Linked DNA regions of Sus scrofa: all the other regions are linked to region 1. The links are chromatin contacts, called in public Hi-C and HiChIP or PLAC-seq maps. All regions are on one chromosome and are shown on one strand. The core of a region is the stretch at or near the end of the contact, and the rest is flanking DNA. Distances in the headings are between cores, read along the strand shown. Region 1 overlaps LOC106508361 (a long non-coding RNA gene). Region 2 overlaps LPP (lipoma-preferred partner). Region 3 overlaps LPP (lipoma-preferred partner). Region 4 overlaps LPP (lipoma-preferred partner).

Evidence for each region. Hi-C and Micro-C count contacts between places; a contact is called where the count stands out from the background. HiChIP or PLAC-seq counts read pairs in DNA pulled down with a chosen protein or histone mark.
Region 2: a contact with region 1 is called in an H3K27ac HiChIP or PLAC-seq map of skeletal muscle. The contact joins two enhancer-like sites. A contact is called at or near these places in 1 of 47 Hi-C or Micro-C datasets (skeletal muscle) and 2 of 2 datasets of contacts at active chromatin or transcription factors (alveolar macrophages and skeletal muscle).
Region 3: an H3K27ac HiChIP or PLAC-seq map of skeletal muscle shows a contact between it and region 1, with 4 times the contacts expected there. The contact joins two enhancer-like sites. A contact is called at or near these places in 3 of 47 Hi-C or Micro-C datasets (psoas muscle and skeletal muscle) and 2 of 2 datasets of contacts at active chromatin or transcription factors (alveolar macrophages and skeletal muscle).
Region 4: a contact with region 1 is called in a Hi-C map of skeletal muscle, with 3 times the contacts expected there. The contact joins two enhancer-like sites. A contact is called at or near these places in 1 of 47 Hi-C or Micro-C datasets (skeletal muscle) and 2 of 2 datasets of contacts at active chromatin or transcription factors (alveolar macrophages and skeletal muscle).

Annotation. Positions count from the first base shown.
Region 1 is chr13:125,553,719-125,557,518 of Sscrofa11.1, reverse strand. LOC106508361 (a long non-coding RNA gene) reads right to left here. Exons shown (of 2, transcript XR_001304512.2): 1 at 3,066-3,800; 2 at 2,584-2,787. LOC110256388 (a long non-coding RNA gene) reads left to right here. Exons shown (of 2, transcript XR_002337801.1): 2 at 1-1,321. Among named protein-coding and RNA genes, the nearest start is that of BCL6, 170 kb to the right of the region's middle. Within about 2 kb of position 1,663, at least 3 of the 83 cell types and tissues checked have an H3K27ac peak or open chromatin away from gene starts, as enhancers often do. A contact at or near this core is called in skeletal muscle, where this site is marked.
Region 2 is chr13:126,003,907-126,007,706 of Sscrofa11.1, reverse strand. All of the region lies in intron 2 of LPP (lipoma-preferred partner), which reads right to left. Among named protein-coding and RNA genes, the nearest start is that of LPP, 220 kb to the right of the region's middle. Within about 2 kb of position 2,171, at least 3 of the 83 cell types and tissues checked have an H3K27ac peak or open chromatin away from gene starts, as enhancers often do. A contact at or near this core is called in skeletal muscle, where this site is marked.
Region 3 is chr13:125,961,474-125,965,273 of Sscrofa11.1, reverse strand. All of the region lies in intron 2 of LPP (lipoma-preferred partner), which reads right to left. Among named protein-coding and RNA genes, the nearest start is that of LPP, 180 kb to the right of the region's middle. Within about 2 kb of position 1,948, at least 8 of the 83 cell types and tissues checked have an H3K27ac peak or open chromatin away from gene starts, as enhancers often do. A contact at or near this core is called in skeletal muscle, where this site is marked.
Region 4 is chr13:125,847,830-125,851,629 of Sscrofa11.1, reverse strand. The region is part of intron 1 of LPP (lipoma-preferred partner); the gene reads right to left. Among named protein-coding and RNA genes, the nearest start is that of LPP, 67 kb to the right of the region's middle. Within about 2 kb of position 2,224, at least 11 of the 83 cell types and tissues checked have an H3K27ac peak or open chromatin away from gene starts, as enhancers often do. A contact at or near this core is called in skeletal muscle, where this site is marked.

The DNA of each region.
Region 1 (3,800 bases), core at 414-2,913:
TCCCAAATGGCCACAAGGGTTGGAGTAAAAGTAATTCTTGACGTCAAGCTATTAGCTGAACTGACATGTTTCTGAGCGGCTGCTCGCCTGAGGACTCACAGAACCACTCTAAGGAAAGGAGGAGTCAATGCATTCCTAGACTCACTGAATCCAGGAAGTGGACAGAACCCTCACATTCTCTGGCCCACACCTTCAATATTCAGATGGGGGGAAACGCAGCCTACAGAGGAATATGGCACATCCAAAATCAGGTACTGAGTCAGGATCAAGGCTGGGACTTCACCCACTTGTCATTGTCATCTGCACAGACATACTCACTTCTGCTGGCTTTTTAGCCACCAGCAATATTATGAGATCGTAACTACTCTAAAAGCCTCAACGTCACTGTGAGGCAATGTAACATTTTCCACCAGCATGGACAGGGACAGAAGAACCATGGATGGAGGGAGGCCAGTATGCTCCCATCTCAGCTGTCATTTTGCATTTGATCCCTTCTGTGCCAGCAACTGGATTTATTGCTGGTTAGAACAGTGACTCACGGTCCTTTGACGCCAACCAACTAATTTATCCTGCTATGCTTAGTAGGTACAAATGTTTAGCATGTGGTCAAAAATAGAGATCCCTCACCCTCCACCCCGTCATCCCGGCCCTTAACTCTTGCTTGAGCTAAGGACTTTCTCAAACCCACGTCAAACTTTTGCCTCAAATGTAATTGGCTTTATTTTAGGTATCACTGACTTGTAACCCAGTCATGAAGGCTAGCAAAATATAAAAGGCAAGACTCTCACCTAGGAGTTCCCTGCCCCAAGTCTATCCTCACTTCTTTTTTAAAACTGATTTGTCACCTTTGGCAACTCATTTCTTCTCTCTGAGCCACATTATCCCCAAATGAGAGGGTTAAATTGGGTGAGTTTTGGTGGATTGTCTATTTTAAGGAGGTTCTTATAAGATTATGCTTTTATCAGAGGCATCTTGCTACATCTCAGGTTTTCTCTATCATCCTGATATGCTTTGGGGATGAGGCTCTGTTCTCAATGGAGTTCTGCTCTATTTCTAAAATGATGAGGAGCTCCTTGAAAGCTAAGAACGATGTCAGTTTAACCTGGGTGAAATTAACTTCAGGATTAGCAATGGGGGCACAACAAACTTCAGAACTTGACATGATTTAAGTTTTCTCTCTTGCATTACAGTATTTCTTTTGAAACCTACTTCCCAGGCCAAATGGACAGGGCACCCACTGTAAGCATCTAAGAAGTGAAAATGAATTCAGAGGAAAACCCTACAGGGCTAAAAATAAATGAGGTGTTTTATTTTAAAAGTCACAGATAGCTTTGACTCTGGAGAGCTGGCTGTGTATTGATTTTTCTAACATGACTGTGAGAACTTGGGTCTGAAACTTGAGTCTCTCCATCTACTTATTCAGCTAGTATTTCTTAAGTGCCTGTGTAGTGCCAGGCAGTTTGCTATGGCTGTGGGAAAACAGCCATAATATTAATACTACCCTGATCCTAAAAAACTTAAACTCTTCCAGAGATGATTTGGCAGGTGCCCAGATCATTAGGTTTTTGTTTGTTTTGCTTTTCAGGGCCGTACCTGTGGCATATGAAGTTCCCAGACTAGGGGTCGAATTGGAGCTACAGCTGCCAGCCTACAGCACAACCACAGCAACTCGGGATCCGAGACTTGTCTGTGACCTACATCACAGCTCACGGCAATGCCGGTTCCTTTAACCCATTGAGCGAGGCCAGAGATCACACCTTCATCCTCATGGATACTAGTGGGGTTGGTAACCTGCTGAGCCACGACGAAACTCCCGGGATCACTGTAGTTTAAGGCAGTGGCTTCAACACCAGGAGAAATCTTGGGGCTTCAGAGGAGGGTAACATTCTGTTTCCCTGACGGTGCTTCCCAGAGAGAGTGGCATCCTCAGTCTTGATGGGGATCAGCAAGATTTTAATTCAGTGTCAATAAGCCAGAGATGGGGGAGCTTGCCTCTTTGTGATTCTTTTTTTTTTTTCCTTTCATCTATAGAATGTGATAATAATAGTATCAGCCTCATAGACTTGTGAGTAATATGTGATTTCATATGTATTAAAGCTCTTAGAAAAGTTCCTGGAACATTGTAAGTGCTCAAAAACATTAATCATTATTTTTATTCTTAGCATCAGAGTAAAATTACCCTCAAAGTTTCTTACAGTCTCAAGAGCGAGATCCATGGAGGGAAGCCCCGTACCCATTGACTTTCTTCTAGGTTACAGTAAAGCCCCTCTGGTCTTCGCAGGTGTCTAGGGTGCAACTCACAACTGTACTGTCACTTTCTCCATCTCCCCCAACTTGTCTTTCTCTGTCTTTCAACCTCTAACACACACACACACACACACACACACACACACACACACGCACACATGCATGCACACACAAAAAGTGCTTCTCTCTGTAGGAGCTGGACTGTTTATCAAAAGCTCCAGGTGTAGGAGTGTTTCAAGTGATTTTTGGAAACTGATATAATTTCAGAGATAATAGGCATCAAGACTGTGGGTGTGAAATACAAACAATAGGTGAGTTCATATCGACATCTTTACATTGAGGAGAGGTGGGTTTTCCTTTTGATTGCTTTTTTTTTTTTTTTTTTCTTTTCCAAAAGCATCGTCATTTATTTGGTTTGACAACAATCTTTCCTCTGGAAATTAGACATCAAGACATACAACACAGGGGTGTAGCTGATTAATTGTAAGAAGGACTCAATCTCTTTTGAGCATGGCTTGGTCCTCCTTCAGGCATGGCAGCCTACAAAAATGAATTTGATATGAGTCATTTATTTTACATAAACCAAAGAGGTTACCCCTAAGATGAACTGTCTGGCTTACTGTTCCCCACCCCCACCGAGTCCCACACACCATCGCAGGAAGGCATTAGCAGTTTCAAAACTTGAACTTTCTCTCAAACATTTCTTTACTTGAACCAAGCAGAATTTCTACATTAAAAAAATAATTGTCACTGTGCCAGTTGTATTGAATGATTATGGACATGTTGTCCTTTCAGTTGAGATAATATTTCTCACTTACCATCTCTGTGGCAAATAGTGGAGAGAGGTTTGTGCTCCTGGATCCAGCTGTGGGTTTTTCTTTTTTTTTTTTTCTTCTCTCTGGTCACACTGAAAATGGACAAGTGATTGTGAGAGGCCGACCAAGATTTCTTGGTACCCCAGGATTAGGGTTGTTGCAGCTCATTTGTTCACCCCACACCTCTTCTGTTTTACAGATGGAAAGACTGAGGGCCAAAGAGAGAAAGTGACTTGCTGAAGGTCACGGAGGGGTTAGAATCTAGGTTTTCTGAATCGCAGTCCTGGCTTCTAATAATAGAACAAAAGATTAAAACACTAGCCTATAACCACAGTGCTCTTATAAAATGTAGTGATATGATACAATAATATCTGGCTTGAAATGGTTGTTATGGGCATAAATAAGATAATGAATGTAAAATCTTCATACAAAATCTTAAAACACAACCTAGGTGTTTGATAAAGACTGTAGAACATATACCCAAATCAAGGAAAAAATAAGAATTGTATTCTTCTTGCAAATAAAACAGAAGTTCCAAGGCCATTTGAAATGTATTTGCCTGTGTGCCTTCTTTCAGCCTGAAGTTTCCTCCATGTAGTTCGGCACTAGGGAGAGTCACGTCATTCTAGAACTAAAGATAATTTGTCTCAGTCTCTCGTATAGCTAGCCATCTTGAACCAAGCATAAGGGGAGGCTGAGGTCAAAAGCAGAAACATAACACTAAACTTGAAGATGGCA
Region 2 (3,800 bases), core at 922-3,421, 450 kb before region 1:
CCTTATCTAAGCAAGATGCCTAAAGCTGAAGGGAGTTAGAGGACTGGGGCTCCCTAAGCACTAGTCTTTCAGGAACTGTCCTCAAATGCAAAGCAAAGAACCTAAGAGGTTTCACCTCTTGCTGCTCTGTTGCTCTTCTGTCTTCTCCTCCTAACTGTTCAGTGAGTACAAGAAAGCTACAGAGTGACAAAAAATAGCAAGCATTTATTGAGGACTTATTATATGTGATGAAATTTTCTACTGGCCACATAATCATCCTATTTATTATATGAGGTAAGATTATCATTCTCCACATTTAGCAGATCAAGAATATAAGGCTGTAAGAGTTAAAGAAACTTGCTCAAAGAGACACTGCTAACAAATAGCAAAGCTGAGGCTTGGACACAAGTTTTGGACCCCCAAGTCCATGGTCTCCACCATGGTACAGCCTCTCTATAGGAAAAAGGAAAAGACCAAAATCCAAAGGAAGTCATCACATAGAAACAGGAGGTTTTGCTTTTATATCCATTCGTAGCTCTTGGGTGCTACTTGCCGCAATGTCTTCTCTGCTTTGTTCCATCAAATCTATCATGAGCCACACAAACTGATAAAGCCAAAAGTCTGACCAAACTGATCAAACATAACCAAACACAAACAACTGCAAAAGGCCATATGACAACCAAGACCCTTCCTCACCAGAGGGAATACATAAGACTACAGGTAAAGTGACATTTAATACTAAAAAAAGTTACCAAGCCTTGCTAAAGATGGCATGTAAATGACAAGTCACTGTCATCCACAAAAATAGAATGAACTAGTGTTTGCTCAAGTTTTGCTTCTTTTCTAAAATCCACAGTGTACTCTTCTTTAAATATTTACTTAGATTACCAAAATTTAAAAACAACCAACCACCCATTGCATGGTATTATCTAACACCAAGTACTATAAGCTTAAGGAAGTGGTTTTCAAACTGTCTGCACACTAGATTCACCTGGGAATCTTTATGTATGTATTCTGATTCAAGTGTTGCTAATGATTGACTCAGAGTGTTTATATTAATCTTTAAATCATGTTGCATTAGTCCCTAAATCTCCCTTGGCAATTAACCCAAGACCTGGCTCTTGGTCAATGTTTGCTGAATAAATGAATGATACTGAGGGACATGGCAGGTATTAACATCACCATTTTATTGATGGAAGATTTGAGAAGCTGAGATACTTTGCGACTTAAACATCAGATGTAGTTGATAGCCAACTAAACTTTAGGATTGTCCACTTAAACAACTGAGATTTAAATAACATTCTCCTATATTTTAGAGATGTTTCACTATCTTCTCTCTTTATATAAAAATCAGTGCCTTCCTAAAATTTCAAAACTGCTTCCTTAAGGGGGTATTAAAATGCTACACTGAGCTTCCCCTTATAGGTTACAGCTAATTATCCTTTTCTCCAACTTGGAACTCAGCTCAAAGATACCTGATCTTCTAAATTCAGACCTAGCTCCCAGTCTTAGCTATACCATGAGCTCACAGTACAACCTTTGCTCTCTCTGGGATCACAGTGTCCTCCTCTGAAAAAGATGTCATTAGGTTACTAGATAAACGCTAACAACAACTCTACTCAAAACTCATGAGTCTATGGAAGCTCCTGATTATATATATATAGCTAGAAACAAGTAAAAGTCAGCCAAATCATCTATAATTCTCCTCTTAGATCACCAGTGAGGAAGTACAGTCCTCTTTTTTTCCCCCTTCTTTTTTTGTCACTCATTGCCCTGACTCTTCAATCCTCCCTCTTGTGGGAGGGAACCTTAGATTGATCTCAGAGATTACCAAGGTATCAATCAAGATTTATTATGCACAAGTAAATAAGTACTTTAGGCAAACCTTTTCCAAGTGGTGTAGGTAAGTCCCTACCAGTGTAATTACGAAGCAAATATGCTGTGGCATGTGATGGAAGCGTGGGAAGACAACGTTCAAGAATAAGGCAGGCTGAAAATTGCACACAATTGTTAGTTGAACAGCAAATGTAATCACTCTTCCTCTGAAGCATCAGGTCAGATGAGAGCCGGAAGGGCAAACAGGATCTGCCATGGACTGAAAATGTCAATGCATTCACTCCACTTCTCTTTACAGGCAGCTTTGGCCCTGCACTGGCTAAGTGCCCCACTCTCTGCATGGACAGCTGGCATTACTCGGAAGGGGTGATGAGAGAACAACTCCACAGAAATGCCAAACCTTTATATAGACTATCTGAGAGACAGTTGGAAATACTGGAAAAAAAAAAAACACTAGACTGAAATGCAAAGGACTTGGGCATAATTTTCAGCTCAGCCACTCACCGGCTCTACCACTTTCGTCTTTTGAACTCTTGTGTCTTGAACCTCAGCATATCTCCCAGCGCATCTCCCTATCTGTAAACTGAAGATTAGATGCTGGCTACCATTCCTCCCAACTCTCATGTCCCGTGATTCCTCCTAAAAGTCCGCCAGCTGAGTAAGATGAAGTTCTTACAAAAACTGTCTTCACTCCTATGAGTCCCATTGACCAGGAATTGTAGAGTGAAGGGAGGTAGGCTAGGAATCAACACATTAAGGCCAACCTGCCTTGCACAGAGTAAGCGTGAATGCAAATCAATGCTAAAGGTGCCATCCCCATGCTGGCAACACAGGTGGTGGCAAGAAAAACCCAACTACATCTGCAGATCCCAGTAAACCAAGAAGAAAAAGAGAAGCATCAATCTATTCAAGTAAGTAATTGTCTCCCATAAAGAAGTGAGGCTGAATAGAGACATACTCCACATTGCACTGTCACTTCAGATTCAGAATGTCATTTGCAAATGAAACAATCAGCCCTGACAGGAAAACAATAGCACTGGAAGACCAGGCTGCAAGAGAAGGTAAAGGAGAGAATGGAAACAAACCAATTACTAACTCACTGGTTTTTATTTGCTACAAACGGGTGACAACAGCCAGGACAGGCCATTTGATGTCCAAGAAGTTATATGGAGTCTCAGGTGGCGAAATCTTAGGGAACAATTTGTTCTTTTTAACTTGAATATACAACAACCAAGATTTAGACAAGTTCAAGTGGCTTATGCAAGGTAATATAGCAGCTAGTACATACTGGAAATTGGATTCAAACCCAGTTATTCTGCTTCCAGAAAGTGTTTGCAGTGGAAAAGTTTCATTAAAGAATCAAGAAACTCTGTCGATTGTTGGATGATACTAGGAAGAGTAGGTAAACGGCAGAGAAAAGGACATAGACATTAAGAATTTCTCTTCCAAAAGAGTCAGTACCCACACCGCTGGAAGTGAGCATGGAAGTCAGGAGACCCCCGACCTCCCACTCTGGGTCACATTTAATGACAGTGGTTCTATTTGGCTAAGTGACCAAGAAAATATATACCCTCTCTGGACCTCAAATCCTCCAGCTCTAAAATAATAAGCATTAACAAGATGATCTCCAAAACCCTGCTTTCAACAACATGCTATGTTACAGACTGGTATAGCTGGTCTGTGGAATGTGCTGTGTTTATTTAAAAAAAAAAAAAAAAAAAAAAAAAAAGTTCTCCTAAGTAAGTTTCTTCTATGGCTCTGATTCTAACAGATTTTTTCTGTACAAGACCAAGAAAAGGGGTAATAACAGCGTGAGCCCATTGAGCTCAGTAAATCTATTTCTAAAGGTGGAAATCTGGATTTACAAAGATGAGATTCTGAATCTCTGATTCATAGGGGCTTAAAATCCTGGTTTATATGTTGCCCCTCCATCAGGATGAAAAAGTGACTATGGGAAAAAGCATCAATATCAACTTCTCTAGTTT
Region 3 (3,800 bases), core at 699-3,198, 410 kb before region 1:
CTGACAATCTCCAAGGCCTCTTCCATGTCTCACACCAGCGGTCAGTCCCAGGGCTCCCACATAGACTCACGGTGGGTCACCAGGCCTTGAGATGAGCTTCACACATGTGGCAGTCATTACATCTTGGCACGATCCAAATTCTAACTGCTCACATCTGCATCTGTGCTGATCTGTGCACAGCCAGGAGTCTATCTCTAGTAAAAATCCCCCGCATAATAGGGAGAAAACAACAAATGGATTTCCCAAAGCATTGAGATTCCAATTCAGTTGATAACCTGCAGTATGATCAGGGCTCTATGACCCTATCACTCTGTCTCCTCCTCCTCTCACTTATAAAAATGGAGAAACTGAGAATACTAACCTGATACAAGTTTGAAAGAATGGGAAAAATATGAGTTATTTATAAGGCAGTTTATACAACTGCCCAACTTTCTTATTCTGCCTGAAGGTACCAGCAGAGTACTTAATTAATGAATTTTCATGTAAATGTTTCAGGACATATGATCTTGTTCATCTCTGAACTCCCATTGCTCACATTCAGAGTATTCTTCAGGGGGCCTCTGTCCAATTCCTACCAGAAACTTCTACAGTTTTTAGAATTGTTTCACTGTCCCTATTCATAGTCTGTGTTATCTCTGGAGGTATTCACACATCTTGAAGCAGATGTGCATTTGAATCCAGACTTTGCTATTTTATTTGCTGTATGACATTAGACAAATTACACAAACTCTCTGAGCTCAGGGTCCACATAAGAAAGGTGGGAAAAAATAATTTTCTACTTTATGAGATTAATGAAATGAAGTATTAAAATGGATAGCACTTAGCAGATTTTGGATTAAAACAACACCTGAGTGAGTGAATGTGTGTGAGTGAGTGAATGAATAAAATAAGTAGAATAAGAATTTCAATATTAAGACATCACTCAACAACTTGAAATGTAATAAATGTCCAGAGTCATGCTCATAAATGAGTCTGACACTCAGAGCAAAACAATAGGTGAATTGTGGGAGAAATCCAACAGCAAAGGAAATGTATGTTACCCAAATGTCATCACAGACTTCCCACACTGAAAAATATCTTTTGCTTAATCTAGAACCTATATATGATCTTCAGAAGGTTTACAGACCTCCTGAAATTATAGACAACATTCTATGCAGACATGTATTTTCTATTTCATAGATTCATCTGCATTTCCAAATATTCCATAATCCTTTCCCCTACCGCTAAACACACACACAGAGAGACAAATTAATAACTACTGCCTTAGGCAAGTCCCTTGACAGAAAGGGATCTTCCAACTCAGAGAGAAAGAAGTTTATTTAATAAAACAAGGCTAAAAGACACAAGCATGCAGCTTAGAAAGAGACAGTGGAAGTTTTCATGATGAGCACTCCAAACCAGACAAAGAATTTCAGATTCAGCTTGGCTGCAAACTTGCTATGGGACCTTAGAAAAATCAGAGACTCATGAAAATCAGAGTTGGGGAAACTCAGACATCATCTATTTCACTCGCTTCCGCCTCCTCCCCCTCCCATATTACAGATGGAGAAACTGAGGTTCAGAGGAAAGTCATGCTTTCACCAAAGTCACAGCAAATTAAGTAGAGCCAGGATTGAACCACAGACTCAGTAATATAATTGCCACACTCTACATGCCAGGATTATGAGGTATAAGATAAGTGTTAAGACCCAGTGGCCTCAAAGTTATCTTCTAACTATTAGATAATTACTACTCTCTTCTCTGGAAATCTCATGAAAACATTAGTTTGATTTTGGCAAAGATCATCCCAGCTGATTGTCAGTCCCAGCCCAGTCCCACGAGAACAAGGCAGAGAGAAGGTCTGAAAGAATGAAAGATGCTGCTGTTAATCTTGGGTAGCACAGTGACTGTGAACTGCAGGCCTTGAACTAGATTTCACCATGTTGGCTATTACTCTCCTGTCCCCTGTGTATTAATCCTGCATCTGTCTTCTCTTTATTAATGTTCCCAACTATGCGTAGTACATAGCCAGCTAGGAACTCATACTCAGCTTCCTATAATTCACTGGATCAGAAAAGGGCAGGAAGACACAGTGGTGAGGTCAGGGGCAAGTAATCTCTTACAGGAAGAACTACAGGGAAATCCACAGCCTCCTAATAAACACAGAGAAGACAAGCAGCCAGAATCCTCTATACCATGCCTCATGGAAAAAACAGAGAGGCTTGGCATCCATTTATGTTTCAAGGGCAGCTCACATCCCTGTGTTGACAATGGGATTGGTTTTGCCTGAAAATGGCGTCCCTTTAAAATCAGGAAGAGAAAGCACACTTCACATAGAGATTTCTCTCCTAAAACAGAGATATAACTATGGAGTCAGAAGAAAGAATTCTAGCCCAGATCTTCTAGCCCACTAATACATTAGACAAATCAGATTCTCTCCTTGACCCAAAATCTCCATCTCTGTAATGAAAGAATTTGGCTAGAGTGGTTCTTAAAGTCCCCTCTGCCTTTAACATTCTGATCTCTCCTTAAGGTCACTGACTGCAACCCTGGAAAAGTCAAACAACAAACAGAAGAGGAACCTCTCTATGCTACCAGAGTCTGTGAAACTGAGACCCAGATTATAGAGCAGAGAAACACGGAAGAACAGATGTTTTTTCTTTTCTACCAGAAACTGAATGGGAACCAAAAAAATGCATAAATGGCCAATCATACTGTATGTATAGTTCAAATCACTACCTGCCCTTCTGGTATGTACAAAAGTCAAATGCTGAAAAGAACAACTATTTTCACATACTGCATTCTCCTATGACATTGGAAAAGCGGCAGTAGGAGAAAGGATTGGCCAAGGGAAAAACATTGTAAAAAATAGGACATTTGACTAGAAGAAATGCCATACTGACCAGTCCAACTTTATCTGTTGTTAGATACTGAAAAGGACCCCAGAGAAGGGAAAGTGACTTGTCCAAGGCCCAGAGCTAGCAGTAGAATTAGATTCTCATGAATTTGGGTTCATAGAACATAACCCATAATGCATTGCTTCACTCCTGCAAACAATGAGATTCTATCCAGATGACTAAGAAAATAATTTTACTTATAACTACTGTCTCTACCTCCACCTCAAAAAAAAAAAAAAAAAAAATCACTGATTTATTTGTGTTAAGACAGATTAGGGCTGTTTCTATTAAATTATAATAAACAATGCACTCTAGCAATATAGACAAGTCCATGAGAATTAATTGGGCATTATTCATCCCTGCTAATGAATCACCTTGTAGAAAATAAGGAAAATCAATGTTCTACCAGAGGCCAGAAACCTGTTCTTGCTCAAGTACAGATATTCCCTGTTAAAGAACATCGGGTATCAGCTCTAAATAGTAAACAGGGTATACAGTTTCAGATTCCATGAAGTACAGCTTTAAATAGACTTGGTTTGGAAATTGGACAGGGAACACACCACAGTCAGTGGATCAACGTTGAAAGCCGAGAAAAACAATGATTACACTCATTAAGTGGGTACCTGTTGACACGTCTACTGTCAAGTCTAATTATTTATTTAAACAGTTATTCTGTCTTCATTACTGCCACCGATACCAATTCTTACCACAAGATTATTTTAAATTTCTGTAGCATGTCTCCATAATATTTACTTCTCTACTTTCCAAAGGCTATTTGAGAAGTTTTATCCTATTTTCCACACCAAAACCTCTTCCAAAACAAAAAAAAGTAGATAGACAGACAGATAGATATGATAGATAGATAGATGACAGATGGATGATAGACAGAAAAATAAATATTAAATCCCTCTGTCTCAAGAGCAA
Region 4 (3,800 bases), core at 975-3,474, 290 kb before region 1:
ATCTGGCAGTTCCTGATCTTCTTGAGAAGAGTTTCTGCATATCAGTAAATGAATACCAGAGCATAAGTACCTTCTAATTGGTGAACGGAGCATGGAGAACAGGACAGCAGTGGTAGGATCAAAAGACTTTACAAAACTCCTTGGATTCTCCACTAATTAACTATGGAATCCTGAGCAAGTCACTTCCTTTTAGCAAAAGCACAGTTCCCTCATCATAAAATGGAATAATAACTTACATAGATAGGCTCTTGTGGGCATGAACATTAAATTTGTAAGATCAAATATAAAGATATGTGTTTCTACACTCGGGATGATATGTTTAGAATAGGTGCTTCCCCTGAAAACCACCATGCTTATAGGACTAGTGTAAAAACTGCCCAATCCTCCTGGTGAGGTGTCTAAATCTGGAGTTGTCAACAATTTTTTCCCCAGTTGAAAATTGAGCTGTATTCCCCAGGCAAGTCATTACATCTTTTTGTGCCAAATTGTTTTCATCTTTTAAATGACCCAGTAATCCCACTTTGGGCAATATACATAAGGGAATAATCCAAAAGGAAAAAAAGAAAGCAATTTGTTCAGAGATGTTATTCATAGTGCTATTTCTAGCTCTTTATATATCCCTCTATTATAGCACTTATCTCACTGTGCTGTAATTATCCACTCCCCTTCCATACGCCTCCAAATTATCTTTGAATCCATCCCCAGCACCTAGCACAATGCCTGGCATACAGTAAGAATTCAATAAATGTTTGTTGACTAAATGAATGGGTAATAGGAGAGAAATTTTAAAAGAAATTCGCATGAGCAAAAACAAAACATTGTTTTTAAGAGATGATGTTAAAGACCTTAAAAAAAAAATCCAGTAACTATACACTATAAACTGTTTGGAAAGAAGTATGTGATGAAGCCAAAGGAGTGAATTTCAGATGACTTTGTTTATGATCTCTGAGCATCTCTAGGCTTAGGCTGAGTACAGGATAAGATCGCCATGAGACACCCAGGGGCATAAGGTTACAAGCTCGGTCACTTTGACCTGGTGGCCAGAGCACAAGGCTCAGTCAGGGGTCTTGGATTCCCAATCTGACTCGGCCACCTCCTTACACTGACTAAGTGGCCTAACTTCTCTGAGACCAGTTTCTGCACTGAAAATTGGAGTGTTTACAGGAAAGCCCAGCCCATTAAGAGGAATTACAGGGAGCGTGGAAGGACCAGCAAGTGTGAATTCAAATGTAAATAAGGGAGCAGGTGGGTATTCTTGGGCCAGGGTCCCCAGGCCAAGGTGAGGTTTTGAAGCCCAGCTTTTCCAGGCACCCCCGCCCAGAGCCTTCCAGACCCATAAGATATAAGGTAGCTGAAGGCTTCTCACCATGGAGTTTACAAGAGGCAGGAGTCTCTGCAAAAACAGAGGACACATCAAGGAAAAACACTAAGTTAAATATGGCCCATAAAGTCAACATCACTCTGAATGTTCCGTATTCTTGGTGGGAAAGAATGCTTTATACAAATACCCAGAGAGAGCAAAGGAAGCAGCGTGTTCTTCAGGGCTTATTTTCGGGTGTTCCAACAGCTCCCAGCCAGGAAGTCAGAGTCAGGAAGCCACTCCATTCCTTGGCCAGAAGCTTAAGATTAGAAACCAAAGCAGGGAGGACTTAGACTCCTTAGTCTGGACCAGCTGCAAGTCTGTACACTCCCCACTGCACATGTTTTCACCTCCATCAGGGTCTCTCAGATTCCTGCTCACTTGAGCTTGACATTTCTCTGTAGGGAACTGCACTTGACATCCTGTAGACCATCCCAACAAAACACGTTATGAACTCATCCTCTTTTCTCTGGCTCCACTTTGACTGCCCTAATAACTGTTACCTCCACCTCTCACCTGGACTATTTCAAGAGTCACCTCACCTTGCTTCTACTCTTGCCTCCTCCTTGCCATCCATCTCCCCCACAGTAGCCCCAGTGATGCTGGTAAACACAACTCAGATGCTTCCCATCACACCCCCACTCAGGTCCAAGCCCCTTCTTGAGCCCACTGACACCTACCAGCTCTCGCCTCGCCCTCATCTCATGTTCTCCTCCTGCAGCCCCCTATTCCTAGCACACTGGGCTCCTCTGTTTCTAAGACACAAACTCATTACCACCCCACAGCCCTGGCACTGACCATGTCCTCTGCCTACAATGTTCTCCCCACTGCCTGCCACAGGGCTGGCTCCTTGTCATTTAGAGCTCAGCTTACACATCACTTCCCAGGGCCCTTCCTCCATTCCCTCACAGGCAGAGCACCTCTGGGAACACTCCTCAGTGTTACTTATCATTCTCTGCTGTTTACATGCTCATTTATTATCTGCCTCCTCCACACTTCCCTACTAGAATGTAAGTTCCAAGGGATCATTTTTTCGTGTCTTTTTCTCACTCTAAACCCGGTACTGGATCAGTGCCCAGAAGAGTATGAGGCACATAAGTGGGAATCCAATAAAGCTTTAATAAAATTAGATGAATGCATGCCACAGAAGACAGAAACCTTAAAGGTTGCTTAAAGGCAAGAAGCCCAGCACTAATATCCTGGGCTTCAGAGTCAGATGCTGATCACTAATGCTTTGCTCTCAGGAACTGGAGGAGTTTAGATAAAATTTTCCACTTCTCTAGACCTAACTTTTCTCAGGTAAAAAGGGGACAATATGGAGTTCCCGTCGTGACTCAGTGGTTAACAAACCTGACTAGCATCCATGAGGACTCAGGTTCGATCCCTGGCCTCGCTCAGTGGGTTAAGGATCTGACATTGTTGTGAGCTGTGGTGTAAGGTCGCAGACACAGCTCAGATCCCGAGTTACTGTGGCTCTGGAGTAGGCTGGCAGCTAAAGCTCCGATTCAACCCATAGCCTGGGGACTTCCATATGCCTCGGGTGTGGCCCTAAAAGACAAAAAGACAAAAAAAAAGGCTGGGGGGGGGGACAACAACATCTGCCTTGTGGGAGTGCCAGGAGAATTGAAGGCAATAAACCAAGTAGAATGCTTAGAGTCCAACTCCGCAATGATCAAACGTTCACAGTCATCAACTACGGCCCCATCTTCCAGGTAGGAAAAATGACACTCAGAAAGGGGCACACATCATCACCCAAGTCAGACTCAGAGTTAGCAGCAGAGCCAGCTTAGAAAATCTCATCTTTAGGCCCTGTCCTCTGCTCCAGGCTGGCTATTCCTTAGACATAACAGTAATGAAATGTCACAGCAATGTGTGAGAAGGTGTCACCATCCAGGCGAGATTCACCCTGGTTTTTCACACTCTCACTAGCTGAATTCCTTGAAGTCACACTCCCTGGGTTCAAATCCTAGCTCCACTACTGACTGTGTGATGTTGGGGAACTTTTATTAACCCCTCAAAGCCTCAGATTCTTCCGCTGTAAAATGAAGGTAAATAAATAGTACCCAGGAGTTCCCTTGTGGCTTAGCAGAGTAAGGATCCAGTGTCATTGCTGCAGCTCAGCGTGCTGCTGTGGTGTTGGTTCAGTCCCTGGCCTAGGAACTTCCACATGCCACAGGTACAGTAAGAAGAAAAAAAGTTAGTACCCAAATGGATTAACAAAATATGGTGTATATATACAATGTATTATTAGTCAGCCATCAAAAGGAAGGAAGTTCTGACAGAAGCTGCAACATGGATAAACCTTGGATACATGCTGAGTGAAATAAGTCAGTCACAAAAAGACTAACACTGTTTGATTCCACTTCTATAAGAGGCCTACAGAAGTCAAATTCATGGAGACAGAAAGTAGAATGATGGTTGTCAGGGACTGACTGGGGAG